2 separate regions of the Sus scrofa genome follow, and region 2 is linked to region 1. Evidence: chromatin contacts called from public Hi-C data. All regions are on one chromosome and are shown on one strand. The core of a region is the stretch at or near the end of the contact, and the rest is flanking DNA. Distances in the headings are between cores, read along the strand shown.

Region 1 (7,532 bases), core at 3,148-5,647:
GGCTGGCGGCTGCGCCCCCAGTCGAATGAGGACTTGGGTGCGGAGGAACCGAGGCCCGCCGGCCAGTCGTTCCGGCTCATTCCCCCCCCCCCGCCCCCGCACAAGTGCTGTTTTGGTCCCTGGTGGTTAACGAAAGGACACAGTTCTCAGCTCCCTCTCCCTCTCCCTGGACAAAGAAGCCCCCAACGCGTAGCCAGCGCGGAGCCAGGCACTGAGATTAACGCTTCCCGCACGTCGTCGCGTGGCCCTTTCTTGGTATTCAGCTCGTTCTGGGCCCCAGAAAGGCTCTGGGAGACCAGGCTTTCCTGCAGAAGGCAGCAGGTGCTGGCACACGCCCTCGGTTGGAGTAATGAGCGGGCCGGCCTGTCTTGGGGACTCGGGGCATTAAGTTACCCCATCCTAGAAACTTCCTGTGGAGCCCTTAGGCGAGCAGTGCTACAATTCGTTCCTGCACGGCGGTCACTTGGTTTTTCAAACAATCGAAAAACAAACGGTCTTTTCATTTATCACAGGAGTTGGTTTTCTATGGAGGGGGCTGAATTTCGAAGACCGAGTTCACAGAATCTGAACTCAGACCCCCCCCCCAACGAAGAAGTTGAACTGTGGGGAGTCTTGGCACATTGCCGGTGGGTGCCTGCCCTCTCCGAGGATGACCAGTGCTCCCTGCCGGGCACATGGTTTGATAACGAATAAGGGTCACTGACACCCGCGTACCCCCCCCACCCCTGGCCTCCTGCCCTTCATAAACGAGGCCATATGGAGAACGTCCCCAAACAGCTAAATCGCCCAAAGACACCCCGAGAGGGACTGGGCTACAATTGCTTGTGACGTCAGTCTAGCGGGGAGTTTTCAGGTCGTGCAGTCGGACACATGCCTCCAGCCCCCACAGAGGCAGTGGCAAGGCTGCAGGCATGCAGCCCCCCCAGTTTGCAGAGCCCCAGTGCTTGCTCGCTGCACCCTCTGAAAGCCCGTCTTTCCTGGCTCCTGAAGCTCCTGGACAGAGCGGCCCCCAGCCAGTACCAGCTCTCCCCCCGCCCCCCCGCCCCATTCCAGAAGATCACCTCCCATGGCTGGGGGCCGCTGGAAAGTTCCTGAGGTGTCTCTGACCACAGACAATACCTGCACCTTGGGCCAGGCTCATGCCCCTCGGGGTCCTTTTCTGGACTCAGGGGTTCCAGCCCCGACCCCTATTCCCTTTTTTTTGACTTGGAAAAAAAAGGAGCTCCTTTGGCTCCTGGTGACCTGCGTTAGGACACCACCCCTCCCCCTCTTCCTGCGGTGTCGCCACGTCCGAATCTGGCATTTCCTCTCTTTCCTGGTGGTTTTCCAGCCTAGGGCCCGGGAGGCCTGTTTGGGGTGTGCTGTGACGTTACCCCCCCTCCCCAGATCTAAGACCCCTCGTGGGCCCCAGGAACTGTGACCCTGGCTGGTGGGTCAGAGAGGGGATGCGGTGGGGAGGGCCAGCGACAGGGCCACCAAACATCCATTACGGCTGTCGCCCGCGGGACCCTCAGGCCTCAGCGCGAGGTGTCAGAAAAGCAGAAGGCTTCCTGCGGGGGAGCATTTCGGCTAGTCAAGGGCTGTGGGGGAGGCAGTGATTGAACTGCCCATGGAGCCGCAAAAGGGGCATCAGAAACTCTAACATGAACAGAAAAACTTAAACTCTTTCCCCAAAGTCTTCATTTCTGAGCCTCGCTGTTAAGGTAACACCACCACCAACAATAATAAGTCAAGCACTTGAAATACAATCGAGCCGTTTAGTAGAGGTTTGCTTCCGAGGAAGCTTATAAAACACAAATGCAAATATCTTTTCCTGGCAAATATCCAGAGCTCCACCAGGAGAAAGCCGATGCTTCCTCAACGGCACCCTCCTTTTTTCCCGCCAGATACTAATTTCACAGCCGCAACTTTTATACTCCGAAGAAGCTGGGGCCCAGCACAGCCCCACTGTCGGATCTGCAGTGTGCGTAATGAGCTGTTTCCACCTCTCCGGCCGAGGGGCGGGGTGGGGGGTGGCAGGCAAGGCCGCTGGGGACTGGGGGCAGCTGGGCAGCACCACGGTCCCCCGCACAACCACGCCGGGAAAGCGGCCGAGGGGGCCCACGCCCTGTGTACAGTGGAAACTCGGCTTAGAGGCCAGAGCCACCAAATGCCTAGGTCTTCGTGGCAACCAGAGGCTTCCTTGGCCTCCAGGCTGAACCCGGGCGCCTGTAAAGCCTCGGCCAAGGCACCACTTACATCCGGAGTGGAGCAGGCGCTCGACACGAATTGGCCTTTCCTGTGGTGGGGCTTCCCCCTTCCTTTCCCGCACAAGTGTTCAGAAGCACTGAGTCTCCGGCCGGCGAATCCAGGGTTTCCTCCAGCCGTGGAGGCGGCCTTGCAGACGCCCAGGAATGGAGTCGGGAGCTGCCGGGGAGCTCGGCAGGCCGGGGAGGCCGGGAGCCAGACTTCCGGGCACCAGGCTAGTTCAGAAGGAGCAAGAAGGGGCCCTCGCTTCTCTCCATGGAAGGGGCCCCTCCGCCTTACATCTAAAAACTTCGCCGGCCTGCGCCCTGACACCTAAACCGCAGCTGCAGCTCCAATTATGCGGAGTGAGGAAGCCGGATTCCAGCCGCGAAGCCAAAAGGGTTCCCAACACGTCCTCACAGTTAAAGATTGTCAGGAATTGGGGGATGGAGGTGTGAGATGCGACACGCTGCTCGCCTCCGCACCCCCTAGACGCGCCCGTTCCTCCAACTTCCAGTAAAGGGCCGGGAAGGGCTGTTTCGGAGCTTCCCAGGTGCAGAGGCCGCTGCCCGCGGGAGGAGGCCACCTCCTGCGCGGCCTGGGGTCTCTCTCCCGCTCATTCCTCTTCTCTCCATTCCGGCCCAGTCGCCCGGAAACTGCAAGTCGCAGGCGCCGGCACAAAGATTCGCCTCTGTGCTCATCCCGCAGAACCTCCAGCCGCCCTGCAGGTGCGGTTCCGAACGTCCCCCCCGGTCACGCCCATCATCTCTGCGAGCGGGCAGCCACGCGTGCGTGGAGAGGGAGCTGGGACAGATTTATTTGCTTCTTGTCATCACACCTGCTATTGTCACTGAGCCCGCCGCCGGACCCCTCCTTTGAGCCGAAAGGTGCCGGGCCCGACAAGAGGGGGCGGTCGCGGTGAAGCCCGAAGATGCGCTGGGAAGCCTCCAGGCTCCAGCAGCGCGCGCCGCAGGCACCCTCGCCGCCAACCCCGGCCCCGAGCTCCTGGCGAGGCCCCGTTTCCACCTCCCTTATTTCCACGGGGGAGCGGTCGCGGGGACGGCGAGGTGGGGGCACCAACTCCTCCCCCACCGCGAACAGAGCTCGGCTGTGACTGAGCCCTTAAAGCCCTGCCCTTTGTAACCCAGCTCAGCCCTGGAGAACCTCCAGGTGGGGGAAAACCGGAGACCTGTGGGAGCCGGGGAGGCTGGCGACCAGGAGGGAGGGAGGGAGGGAGGGAGGGAGGGAAAGGGTGGGAGGGGAGGGGGAGAGGAGAAGGGGCGGAGCGGCCCGGGAAACCCTGGCGCTGGGGTCGGCCAGATCCGCCAAGGAGCGGGAGAGGGCCAGCGCGAGTCGGGACCTGGGGACTCGGTGACATCCGGGAGCGGCGGCCGGAGGAAGGGTCTGCGCGGGGCCCGGAGGACCCGGGAAGTCTGGGGGAACAATGGACGTCCAGCCTAGGGCCCGGAGTTGGGGGCAGGGCCTGGCGCGGACCGCTGGCGGCCGGGCGCGAGAGCGCACGGCTGCGGGAGGGGGCCAGGCGCGGGCCGGGCGCCGGCAGGGGCGCGGGCTGGGGCGCGGGCCGGGCGCGGGAGCAGGGCAGCCGGGCCGGCGCGCGTGTGGTCAGCCCCGCGGTCCTCCGCGGCGGGGCGCGGGCCGGCGCGGCTCGGCCTCCGGCTCCCTCGGAGGCGTTCCCGCCTCCCATTGGCTGCGGCCGCCGCGGTGGGGCGGGGCTCCGCTGCCCGGAAAAAATGTAACTGCGTAAAAAAGTCCTCGCCTCGGTGACGGATGCTCAAAAGTTCAGAAGTTTTTCCAATGCTTCCTTAGGCGGCCGGCGCGCGCGAGACTGAAAAAAAGGTGACGCGGGCCCGGGCAGGCGGCCGGCGCGCTGCCCCCCGCCCTGGTTATCTGGCCGCCTTCGCCGGCGGCTGGGGCAGAGCCTCCTGGAAGGCGCAGGCGGTGCGGCGAGCCGAGCGGCTTCTTGTTTTCCAGTTGGGGCTCTTCTTTCCCGTTCCCGCCTGGAAGCTGCTGCGCGCGTTCAAGGCCGTCGGCCGCGTCCGCGTCCGGCCCTCTCCGCCGCCTCGATCCTCCTCGGCGGCCGGAGGCGCCCCGGAGCCGGGCCAGCGCAGGGGAGGCGGCGGCGGCGGCGGCGGCGGCCCGGCGACCAGCCCTCGGGCCCGGACTCGGACTGGGCGGCCGGCCCGAGAGAGGGCGGGGGGCGGCGGCGGCGGCGGCGGCGGCGGCGAGCGGGGCCATGCAGGCGCGCTACTCCGTGTCCAGCCCCAACTCCCTGGGAGTGGTGCCCTACCTCGGCGGCGAGCAGAGCTACTACCGCGCGGCGGCGGCGGCGGCCGGGGGCGGCTACAGCGCCATGCCGGCCCCAATGAGCGTGTACTCGCACCCGGCGCACGCCGAGCAGTACCCGGGCGGCATGGCCCGCGCCTACGGGCCCTACACGCCGCAGCCGCAGCCCAAGGACATGGTGAAGCCGCCCTACAGCTACATCGCGCTCATCACCATGGCGATCCAGAACGCGCCCGACAAGAAGATCACCCTGAACGGCATCTACCAGTTCATCATGGACCGCTTCCCCTTCTACCGGGACAACAAGCAGGGCTGGCAGAACAGCATCCGCCACAACCTCTCGCTCAACGAGTGCTTCGTCAAGGTGCCGCGCGACGACAAGAAGCCGGGGAAGGGCAGCTACTGGACGCTGGACCCGGACTCCTACAACATGTTCGAGAACGGCAGCTTCCTGCGGCGGCGGCGGCGCTTCAAGAAGAAGGACGCCGTGAAGGACAAGGAGGAGAAGGACCGGCTGCACCTCAAGGAGCCGCCGCCGCCGCCGCCGCCGCCCGGCCGTCCGGCCGCGCCCGCGCCGCCGGAGCAGGCCGACGGCGCCGCGTCCGGAGCGCAGCCGCCGCCCGTGCGCATCCAGGACATCAAAACCGAGAACGGTACGTGCCCCTCGCCGCCCCAGCCCCTGTCCCCGGCCGCCGCCCTGGGCAGCGGCAGCGCCGGCGCCGCCGCGGTGCCCAAAATCGAAAGCCCCGACAGCAGCAGCAGCAGCCTGTCCAGCGGGGGCAGCCCCCCGGGCGGCCTGCCGGCGGCGCGGCCGCTGAGCCTGGACGGCGCGGAGCCCGGCCCGCCGCCCGCGCCCGCGCCGCCGCACAGCCAGGGCTTCAGCGTGGACAACATCATGACGTCCCTGCGGGGGTCGCCGCAGGGCGCGGCCGCCGAGTTGGGCGCCGGCCTCCTGGCCCCGGCCGCCGCGTCCTCGCGCGCCGGCCTCGCGCCCCCGCTGGCGCTCGGCGCCTACTCTCCGGGCCAGAGCTCCCTGTACGGCTCCCCCTGCAGCCAGAGCCCGGGCGCGGGCAGCTCGGGCGGGGGTGGGGGCGGAGGGGCGGGGGGCGCCGGGACCTACCACTGCAACCTGCAGGCCATGAGCCTGTACGCGGCCGGGGAGCGCGGCGGCCACGTGCAGGGCGCGCCCGCGGGCTCTGGCGGCTCCTCGGTGGACGACCCCCTGCCCGACTACTCCCTGCCCCCGGCCACCAGCAGCAGCTCCTCGTCCCTGGGCCACGGCGCCGGCGGCGGCCAGGAGGCCGGCCACCACCCTGCGGCCCACCAAGGCCGCCTGGCCTCGTGGTACCTGAACCAGGCGGGCGGGGACCTGGGCCACCTGGCCAGCGCGGCGGCGGCGGCGGCCGCGGGCTACCCGGGCCAGCAGCAGAACTTCCACTCGGTGCGGGAGATGTTCGAGTCGCAGAGGATCGGCCTGAACAACTCCCCGGTGAACGGGAACAGCAGCTGTCAGATGACCTTCCCCTCGGGCCAGTCCCTGTACCGCACGTCCGGGGCCTTCGTCTACGACTGCAGCAAGTTCTGACCCCCCCCCCGCCCCCCCAGCCCGCCTCCCAGCCCCACTGAACCGGACCCCGGCGCAGGAGCAGCCCAGAGAACCCTCGAGGCAAAACCGAAACCAAAAAAGCCCACTTTGAAAAGCAAAAGCTCACCACACCGGAGAACAGAATCCCTCCCAACTTCCAACCCACCAGCACGAAGAAAAGTCTTTTCCTAAAAGATGGATTGGGAGCCACCTCCACGTCGCCTTGTCTGAATAAACAAAACCTAAACTGTTCTATACAGAGACAGCAGAGTCGGGCTTTGCTAGAGGACAGTGTTAACTCCAGACAGCACGTAAGTTTCTTCTTCTTCCCAGAGAGCAGGCTTTCCTCCTCCCTGCATCCCTGCCGCCTCCTGCTTCGCCTCTCACCTGTAAGATACTATTTTATCCTCTGTCGAAAGGAGGGGGGAGTCCCTGTTTATGAACGTGGCTTTCTTTTTATTCATGGACTTGTTTTAAAATGTAAATTGCAACATAGTAATTTATTTTTAATTTGTAGTTGGATGTCGTGGACCAAACGCCAGAAAGTGTTTCCAAAACCTGACGTTAAATTGCCTGAAACCTTAAATTGTGCTTTTTTTCATTATAAAAGGGCAACTGTACTCACCTTATCCTATCTTTCCTTTTGTCGAACATATTCATTGTTTGTTTATTAATAAATTACCCTTCCGTTTGAATGAGACCTATATGTCTGGATACTTTAATGCAGCCTTAATTATTATAAGAAAAAAATTTCAGAGATTAAAACACTATAATTTTACTGATTCTCCTGCTAAATCTATGAAAGAGTAGAGAAACCCTCTGACGATTCCTTGTCAAATTTCACATGAAAGTCTTTTTGTTCAGATTTTTTTTTCCTGCAGCGTTTTCTGCACCGTGTCCTGTATAGTCCGCTTGCTTCGTGGCTAGGGAAAAGATATTTCCCAAAACAGACCTGAGTTGGCATTTACACAAGCACATTTTCTCAGTCAGGGAGGACATGGTCTGGAAATTTAAAGCCCAGGAATCCGCGGCGGCCTTAGCACAGTGGTACCTGTGTGTGGAGAGGTGACGGTGACTCCGGCTCCACACAGATGAATATTTGGCTTGTGCATCGCACAAAACACAGCGAGGTGTACTAGACACCCCTGTGAGGCCAATGCTGGATGCATGTTTGTTTGTTTTTTTTTTTTCCCTGTTAACTTCCCTCTTTTTTTAAGAGGAAAAATAAAGCAGCTTTTAAATGAATGTATATAACTCACCCACATCGGCGATCCTTCATGTCTTCTGAAGATGGATTGATTTTTTAAAAATCAAGTGTACCGAGGGTTGGAAAGGGATACTTAATCTTTGGGAGGCTATTTTAGAAGATATGTTTGTAGCACAATTTATTTTTTGAAAAAGACGGAAAGCGCTTAAT
Region 2 (7,532 bases), core at 2,424-4,923, 350 kb after region 1:
AAACAGGCAGATGAGCCAAAAGTCTTTGTAAACTTCCATTTTCTGATGAAAGAGGATAAAATTAACCTGCAGTGCTTCTATTGAATATTCCATGAGCGTATGAACGGACTCTGAGATTTCCTTTTTTAAAAACGTGACGGTGTTTATGCCAAAATTTGACGGAAAGCACTAAGTGTAATTCATGCAACATTATAAAGAATGAATTCTCACTGGTTTGCGATTTAAAATCTCTGACCAGATAGCTCTGTAACCAGGATATTTATGCTGCCAGTTAAAATACATCTTTTCCCAAATGATATATCTGTAAATTCTCTCAAAATTAGCATGGCAGAAAACATAAGGAAAAAAAAGAAAAAGAAAAAGAAAATTCAACCAAGCCTGTCAAAAGAGAAAAAAAAAAACATGAATGATAAACAAGCTAATATTTCGCACGTTAGAGACTTTTTTAATTGAGTTCTATGGGTTAGTCTCTGATCCTGTGCCAGGGAAGTTACACCACCAAGACTCACTGTCATAAAAGATGTTCAGCTTGGAGACTGGAATCCTCAAGAAGAAACCATGAGAGAAAGAAGCAGGCTGACGGGACAGAGACAGAGACAATTAGAGGCCTGAGCCAGTCCCTACATCAGATCCACGTGAAAGCGCCCCTCAGAGAAAACAAACTACAGGCAACACGTTTGTGAAGCTAAGTCTTCAATCCAGAAAGAAAGATGCAACCTGGAAAAAAGAAAAAAGGCATTTTTTAAAGGATAAATTTGGAGCCAAAATTGGACTTCAGGGCATTTATAGTAAATTAGTTAAATTTTCCCACTGATTAATACGTCACAGAAAACAATGGAGGCCTGAAAAAGTGCATTTGAGGATTATGGGCTCTGTCTACCCGTATACATAATTGTAAACATTTACACATTTAAAAATAGTTTATCAGATTTTAAAGCACAAGTTGCGCAGAGTTAGAATGAAAAGCCAGAATTAAGACAATGAATAACCTGACAGGGTAATCCTAAAAACAGAGGGCACTCTCTTGCTCATCAACTAGAACGCTACCTATTAACTGCACGCACGGTAACGCAATTTAAAAAAGAAGCACTCAAGAGCACTGCATAAGCTAATATCATATTACAGCACAAATTTTCACGTCTACGATTTTGCAAGACTCATCGCATAAATGTTAAGCCATCACAAATTGCAATTAGTTAAAAGACACCATACAATTTTGAAAGACCTCTCTAACTCACCTAAAATCTGTTTCTCTCTTTGAAAAGTGCATCAAAAATTACTGATAAGGTGCATCCTTTCTAAAATCCATGTGAAAGGCTGTACGCAAACTGGAGGATGTCTCAGTACCCGCACGCACTGACTGAGGGAGGACAGTCACAGCACTTCCACGGGACAACGGACACGCTGGTGCCAACACCACGAAAACCTCGGGTTTAAAAGCAACGCTTTAAGACCACACTCTTCTGTTAGATGTGCCCACCCTGACAGGACCCTCGGAAATCACGCAGTCAAGAGGAAGTGGGGTCGTCCCTGCGTTGGGGGAATTGCTTCAGAGAAGAGGGGGCGTGAAGGACCTCCCTGGTGCTGCCCCATCGTGACAGAGCACGTGGCCGAAAAGGCAGCGAATATGTAAGAGAGAGAACGCACACAGACACCTGCAAGACCGAACCACCTCTGGAAGAAAGCTGTTTACAGACAGCACACGTCACCCGAGGACACAGCTCCCACATTTGTGTCTAAATCTGCCACAAATACATTGGCTCTTCGGATAATGGGTTATAAAGCAATTTATGGGTAACTGTGACTAATTCAAACAATGCAGACTTTGATTTTAAAAATCGTTTGGTGGTAAACGTTTGTCTTATAAAAATTCCACTGAATTAATTAAATCGAAAGCCCACAAAATTATAAAAATAGTGACACGTGTAGGATCAAATTCAAATGTGGATGAGCTCACATTGTTCTCGGTCCCTGTACGTTGGCACCCGCCTACGAGAACACCGAGTAACAGACCCATCTGTGTGCACGGACTGAAGGCATTAACACAAGGGCTCGCTTAAGCCAGAGAGCACGAGCAAACGTGTACGCGTGTATCTTCCTTCCCTGCCGACGGGGGCAGAGACTGTGGGGAGCCCAACCACGCGATCCCTGCTAAGCAGCCAGCGGCCGGGGTGTGTCTTCTGCTCCGTGCAAAGGCAGCGCGGCCACTGCAGCGGCGGCCGGGGGGCCGGGGCCACGGGGCCCGGCAGCCACATCCCTTCCCTCTCCGCCGGGCCCTCATGCAGCAGGGGAAATAAATCATGTGAAGTGTTATTTTTTGAACCCAGAAAGGAGGGAAGGGGTTGTTAAGATATCGCATTCACTAAAAAAATAATGATGTGAAAAAATAGGTCGCTGTCACGAGAGACTTGCCAGACGCTGGGCCCGAGCAAGTGGTTCCACACACACACCTTCCGCTCAGCCGGCGACGCGGCCCTTGGTCGGCGGGCCGCAGGCACAGGAGGGCAGGGCGGAGGACGAGCCCCCGGCCGCGGCGTCCCGAGCCAGGTCGCCGGCCTCGGAGGTGTCGAGGGGCCTCGGCTCGCGCGTGAGGAGCCCGATTCGCGGCTGACCGCTTTTTTACAACTTGCTTCCTCTCTCCCGTTTCTAATAAACACCACTGTGCTGCATTGGACCCTCCTGGCTGTGTTTCCCCAAATTCAAAGCTCCAAGTCGAAAGCTACCTCGGCCACGGGTGGGAAGCCGCGGGCCGGCCCTGGGCAGCAGACGCGGATGACCCACTAATGGCTCTGACGGCCGGCACCGAGGAGACGGATGATGTCACTACCGGGAGGCTCGGGACAGAGCGGGCCGCACTAACCGCACGCGCAGGCGGAGGACAGGCACTTGTGCTTGGGTGCTGAACAGCAGCTCCAGCTGCAGTTCTACTTTCTAAAACGCTGACGTGGGAGCAAGCGCTCCCATGGAAGGCCTGCCTGGTCGTGGACGGATATTTCCTCTGAAACTTGCTCAAGTCAGGAGCAGCCGAGCCGGCCAGAGGCACCGCAGGCAGCAGGCCATGACGTGCCTCGGCAGCGGGCGTCCGGTTTCTCCCCCGCTTCCCGCTCTCCTGCGCCCTGGCCCTCTGTGGCCTCTCGCCTTGGACGCGGGGATCATCTCGGCGGACGCCTGTCCTCTCTCGGGGTGGGAGACATACCTTAAGAGATTAAGCCTTCCCACCTGGGATCTGTCCAGAAATTCAGTGTGTTACAGCTCCTCCCAGCCTTCTTCACTGTCCTGGGAACACTCTGGTGTTATCAATAGTGGCTTTCTTTCCTACTTTGCGTTCAACTGCAGCACGGGGCAGCCACGCCGATGGCAGTCCGGCTCGGCTGTCACTCAGCGCCCGCAGCGGCGAGGCTGACTTCCGCTGTCTGCGGCGCTTTGCTGCCACCTATGTGCACGACGGCGCATAACACGCCTCCCCGGCCCGGAACCGCCCGCGCCCCAAGCAGGCCCGTCTCTCCTCGGCACAGGCGACCAGAGAGGCGGCTGCCGTGGTTTGCGTCCCTTCGAAAACACAGCCGCTTGCCAGGAACTCCTATTTCTCTCTCTGCGAAGCAACCCTCCAAAACTGAAAGGGCCCGGGATGCCTCATTTAACATACACCAAAACCAGCAGTTTTTTCCATTCGGTCACTGAACCAATTACAGTGAAATTAATTCATTCCACGAGACTGCAGTCCAAACATCCTGCCACACCGTAGGACGGAGTGACACTTTCATAACATTTGGTATAAGGGAAATGTAAAGAAACAAGATAAAAAAGTATCTACTCACATTATTTAAACTACCAATAACGCAAATACTGATCCAATAACGCACTGATCTCTGCCAAACACTCGAATGCTTCTTTCGGGCGGAGACAGGGGAACACAGACCTCGAGAGCCCCTGGGCCTCCCCGGTGCTGACCTGACCGCGCCAGCTCTGAGCTGTCTGACAAATGCGCGTGTCACACCAACCAACAAAGCCGGGAGAGACGCCGGGGTGAGCCACACAAGTCCCTTAAGCAAAACAACCCAAAAAACAAAACAGAGCTTTCCTCTACGAACCATTTCACAGCCATCAAGCCACACAGCGAAGGCAGAGACGACATTTCCCGTCGGGGCTAACGAGGGGAGTCCCAGCCTGCAGAATGCGCCTTAAAGGTTTATTGTGTCAACACTGCCAAGCTCTCGAAGACTTTTTACTGTGCAAGTAACCAGCGCCAATAAAACCTGCAGGCTGGGCGTGGGAAGGAGACTCAGGAAGAGGGTTTCCCCTGAAAATCAGACAAAAGGAAAAGCACGGCTGCCCCGTCCGTCGACCTGCCGCCGCCCCGCGGTGACCACACAGCGGCCACCAAGGCGATGCCTGTCACCTCAAGCACGAGCACCAGCGCTGTCGCCTGTAAAGCAAGCGCACCTCTGAGAATTCCACTCTTGCCGAGGACCCGTCCGTCCAAGGACAAGGACAAGCTTGACAAGCCAGACCAAGCCCTTCTGCGTAAAACTTGTAAATGAAGCAAATTCAAATTCGTCACGGATGATGTCTTAGTTACCATCCCTAAACAACATACACTTCATGTGACATCACTAGAAGGGGTAACATAACAAGCCTGCTGTCTTCGGTGCCAGATATTTTTGAAAAATGGAAATTAAATAAAAGCTTCAGGTAATTTATTTCCCACTGGCACTGCTTAATGATTTACAGTGGAAATAATGATTGAGAGTAGAATTAATGATTTACAGTAGAAATTTATTAAAAAGTTACTACACATTAAATTTCTTTGCAATAGAAATGGTTTCATTTTATCATACCAGGCCAACTTCAAGGATCCCATCTGAACAAAGAGAATTCTAGAAACTCCATTCGTACTAAAAGGATACCAAACTCTATTTGGCGTTTTAAATGAACAGTTAAGTTTAAATTCTTAAATTGACACTTTTTTTTATTGTGGGGAAGAGAGACAGCTACATTACCTTGTATTAAACAAAGTATTATTTCTGTCTCTGTCTTAATTTACGTAAGTTGTTTGTTCTAATCTAATCAGGGATCCAAAACCAATTTTCCATTCGTCATCAAAAGTTCAAAACAAAAAGCCTCACTCATAGTAGCTTCACTGACTTACTATTCATTGACTATTTGTGTTTACAGAGATATCTACAAATTGATATGCATGTTTAGCCATTTGCATTAATTTTAGCTTAACTGTTGCAAAGCTGAAATAATACTCTGGATTTTATTTCGTAAACAAGTCACTATTGAAAGCGAATTAAGAGAACCGGGCCCAACAAACATACCTTTGTGTGGTCCACTAATTATAAGAAAAATTCCAAACATTATTAGCTGTTATCAAAATTACAATACCACCTAGAGCTAATAAAACAGAACAATCTGTTTGAACAGGGAGAGGAGAAGGTTCATAGAGTGTTTCTCTCTCATATAAATTCTTAATGGACTATAAAGGACTTTTAAGTGGTTTTAGATTTGAATTCAATTGCTCCAATCCGGAACAGGCTTCCAAGAAGAAGTGGAGCCGGAATTTGAGCCAGGGACCCTTTCTCAGCCAGCCGTCCCCCTCTGCCCTCGTGAACGTAAGATGAAGAGGCCAAGCATCTTCCCAGGAACCACAGGCACACCGGTGGGGTCCACGTACCACAAGCACGAACATTAAATCAGAAAATGAAAAAGCCTTTGCAACTGCATCTTGTAACCACCTACAGTGCTTATTACCAAACGTGCAAAACCCAGGGAAAGGCACAGGTGGCAGGCGGGCCGGAGGATCCACAAGAAAAGAAACGAGACTGGGGAACAAAAGCAAGAACAGCCACCTCGGCAGAGCACAGAGGTCTGTGCCGCCCTGGCCACTGGTCTGCCCCCGTACCCTCTGCCCATGAGAGGAGCTGGCGCTTCCAGAAGCAGACACACCGCCGTACGCGGATGTCAGCCTCCGCGCAAACGCGCAGGTTCTCAAGGTCACACTCGCCCTCCACCAGGCAAAGCCTTCTGCCCAGGAGGTACCTTCACAAGTCCAACGCTAATAGTCTGCTAACACACGAGAGGGATTTTATGTTGCTCTGAGCACATATAAGAATTACTTATGAAAATATAAGAATTCATTTTAAACCCATAAAATACATAAGCCTGTATCGATTTATACATCTGCTAAGCAAAATAAGTTGTCCTCAGAGACCCCACATGGAGTTATAATTGTGTATGCTAAAATGTGGATGAAATTTTGCAGTATTAAAACAGAAGCATTTATTTTTAAGTCTCAGAAAATGGGTTAACTGACAGTAAACTGACTTGGCAACATCTCTATAAAGAAACACACGCTCAGAGGAACAAAGTGCTCCTTCTAGTTATCAAGCTATTAATTCCTCTGACCCCGCGGAAAGCGCTGCTAGTCTCCGGTAGAAGCCTTTAGCAAACACGCCCGCACGGGAGGCACTCGGTGTCAAGCGCGGTGCAGAGCCTGCCCTCGGCCTGCGCTGGCGTCGAGGACACGCGGGGACACCTCGCGGGCTTGCACTGCGGGCTCCTCCCCGATGCAACCGCTCCTGTGGTTTGGTATAACCGCCTCCCTCCCGAGCAAGGAAACACGGTTTTAACTCATAGCTCCTGTGCTCTGTGAAGCGGTGGCAGGGACAGGGGGGGTGACATGGGGCCGTCAGCATCAGCCACGCCCCTGCCTTGGTGTCTCAGAGTCAGCGACACACACCCCCGCTGCCACACCGCAGCTTCTCGGATCCGCAGACCGACAAGACGGTGCGGCAGGGCCGGATCTGGGCCAAATGCAGGTTCCAGGCGGCACTTTGTGAAGCGGGGGCTTGCGCTGGCTTGTGGCCAAGAGCTCATCCCTCTCAGAATCCCGCGGCCCTTTCATAAAAACCAAAGGCTCCAAAACCACTTTCCTCCTTCGAATACATCGTAACAAGGTCACGTCTGGAACCGACAGGCATCTGAACGACGAAAACGGTCTTGCACAGACGTCCCAACAGCAGCGGTGGCAACAGGCAGGGCCCTCGCAGGCAGGTGACAACGCAGGCTGGCTCACAGCCACCTCAGCCCACTTGTCCCCAGTCTGCCTGCTGGGGGATCCAGGGTCCCCCTCCGTGACTTGCCAGCCCGGTCCCAGGAAAGCCACTTTGCCCACAGGCGACAGGAGGGCCATGCGAAGAAGCGGCCATGAGGCGGTAAGGGGACGAGGCTGGGGACGTCTGGGAATCAGTACCACCATCAGAGCAGGTGCGGGCCCGCAGGCAGCAGCCCTCAGGCCCCACGGGTGAGGGACCAGCATGGCCTGGACCTCGCCATCACCCCCGCTTCTGCCTGGCTTCCCGGTCTGCAAGTCCCACCCGAGGACAATTTCGAGTCGGCCCCTTTGTGCCCCCTGGTCAGACCTGTTAACTGGCCCCACACCGCTGGACAAGGAAATGCTGCCCCCCCTCCCATGGCCCCAGGTCACCTGCTGGGCACACCTGCCTCCTGGCTGTCGTGAAACCGAACCA

The links. A called contact is a pair of places that touch in the nucleus more often than the background predicts.
Region 2: a Hi-C map of embryonic fibroblasts shows a contact between it and region 1, with 5 times the contacts expected there. The contact joins the enhancer-like site here to the promoter of FOXC1 in region 1. A contact is called at or near these places in 1 of 5 promoter capture datasets (liver), 25 of 47 Hi-C or Micro-C datasets (alveolar macrophages, blood, brain and 14 more) and 1 of 2 datasets of contacts at active chromatin or transcription factors (skeletal muscle).

What each region holds. Positions count from the first base shown.
Region 1 is chr7:832,691-840,222 of Sscrofa11.1, forward strand. It overlaps FOXC1 (forkhead box protein C1), which reads left to right and starts at 4,398. Exons shown (of 1, transcript XM_005665529.3): 1 at 4,398-7,532. The coding sequence starts at 4,481. The coding sequence ends at 6,115. LOC110261695 (formin-like protein 16) reads right to left here and starts at 3,931. Exons shown (of 7, transcript XM_021099996.1): 1 at 3,721-3,931; 2 at 3,526-3,659; 3 at 3,078-3,306; 4 at 2,725-2,948; 5 at 188-305; 6 at 1-9. The coding sequence starts at 3,931.
Region 2 is chr7:1,180,123-1,187,654 of Sscrofa11.1, forward strand. The region is part of intron 4 of GMDS (GDP-mannose 4,6 dehydratase); the gene reads right to left. Among named protein-coding and RNA genes, the nearest start is that of GMDS, 100 kb to the right of the region's middle. Within about 2 kb of position 3,674, at least 42 of the 83 cell types and tissues checked have an H3K27ac peak or open chromatin away from gene starts, as enhancers often do. A contact at or near this core is called in brain, embryonic fibroblasts, retroperitoneal adipose tissue and 2 more, where this site is marked.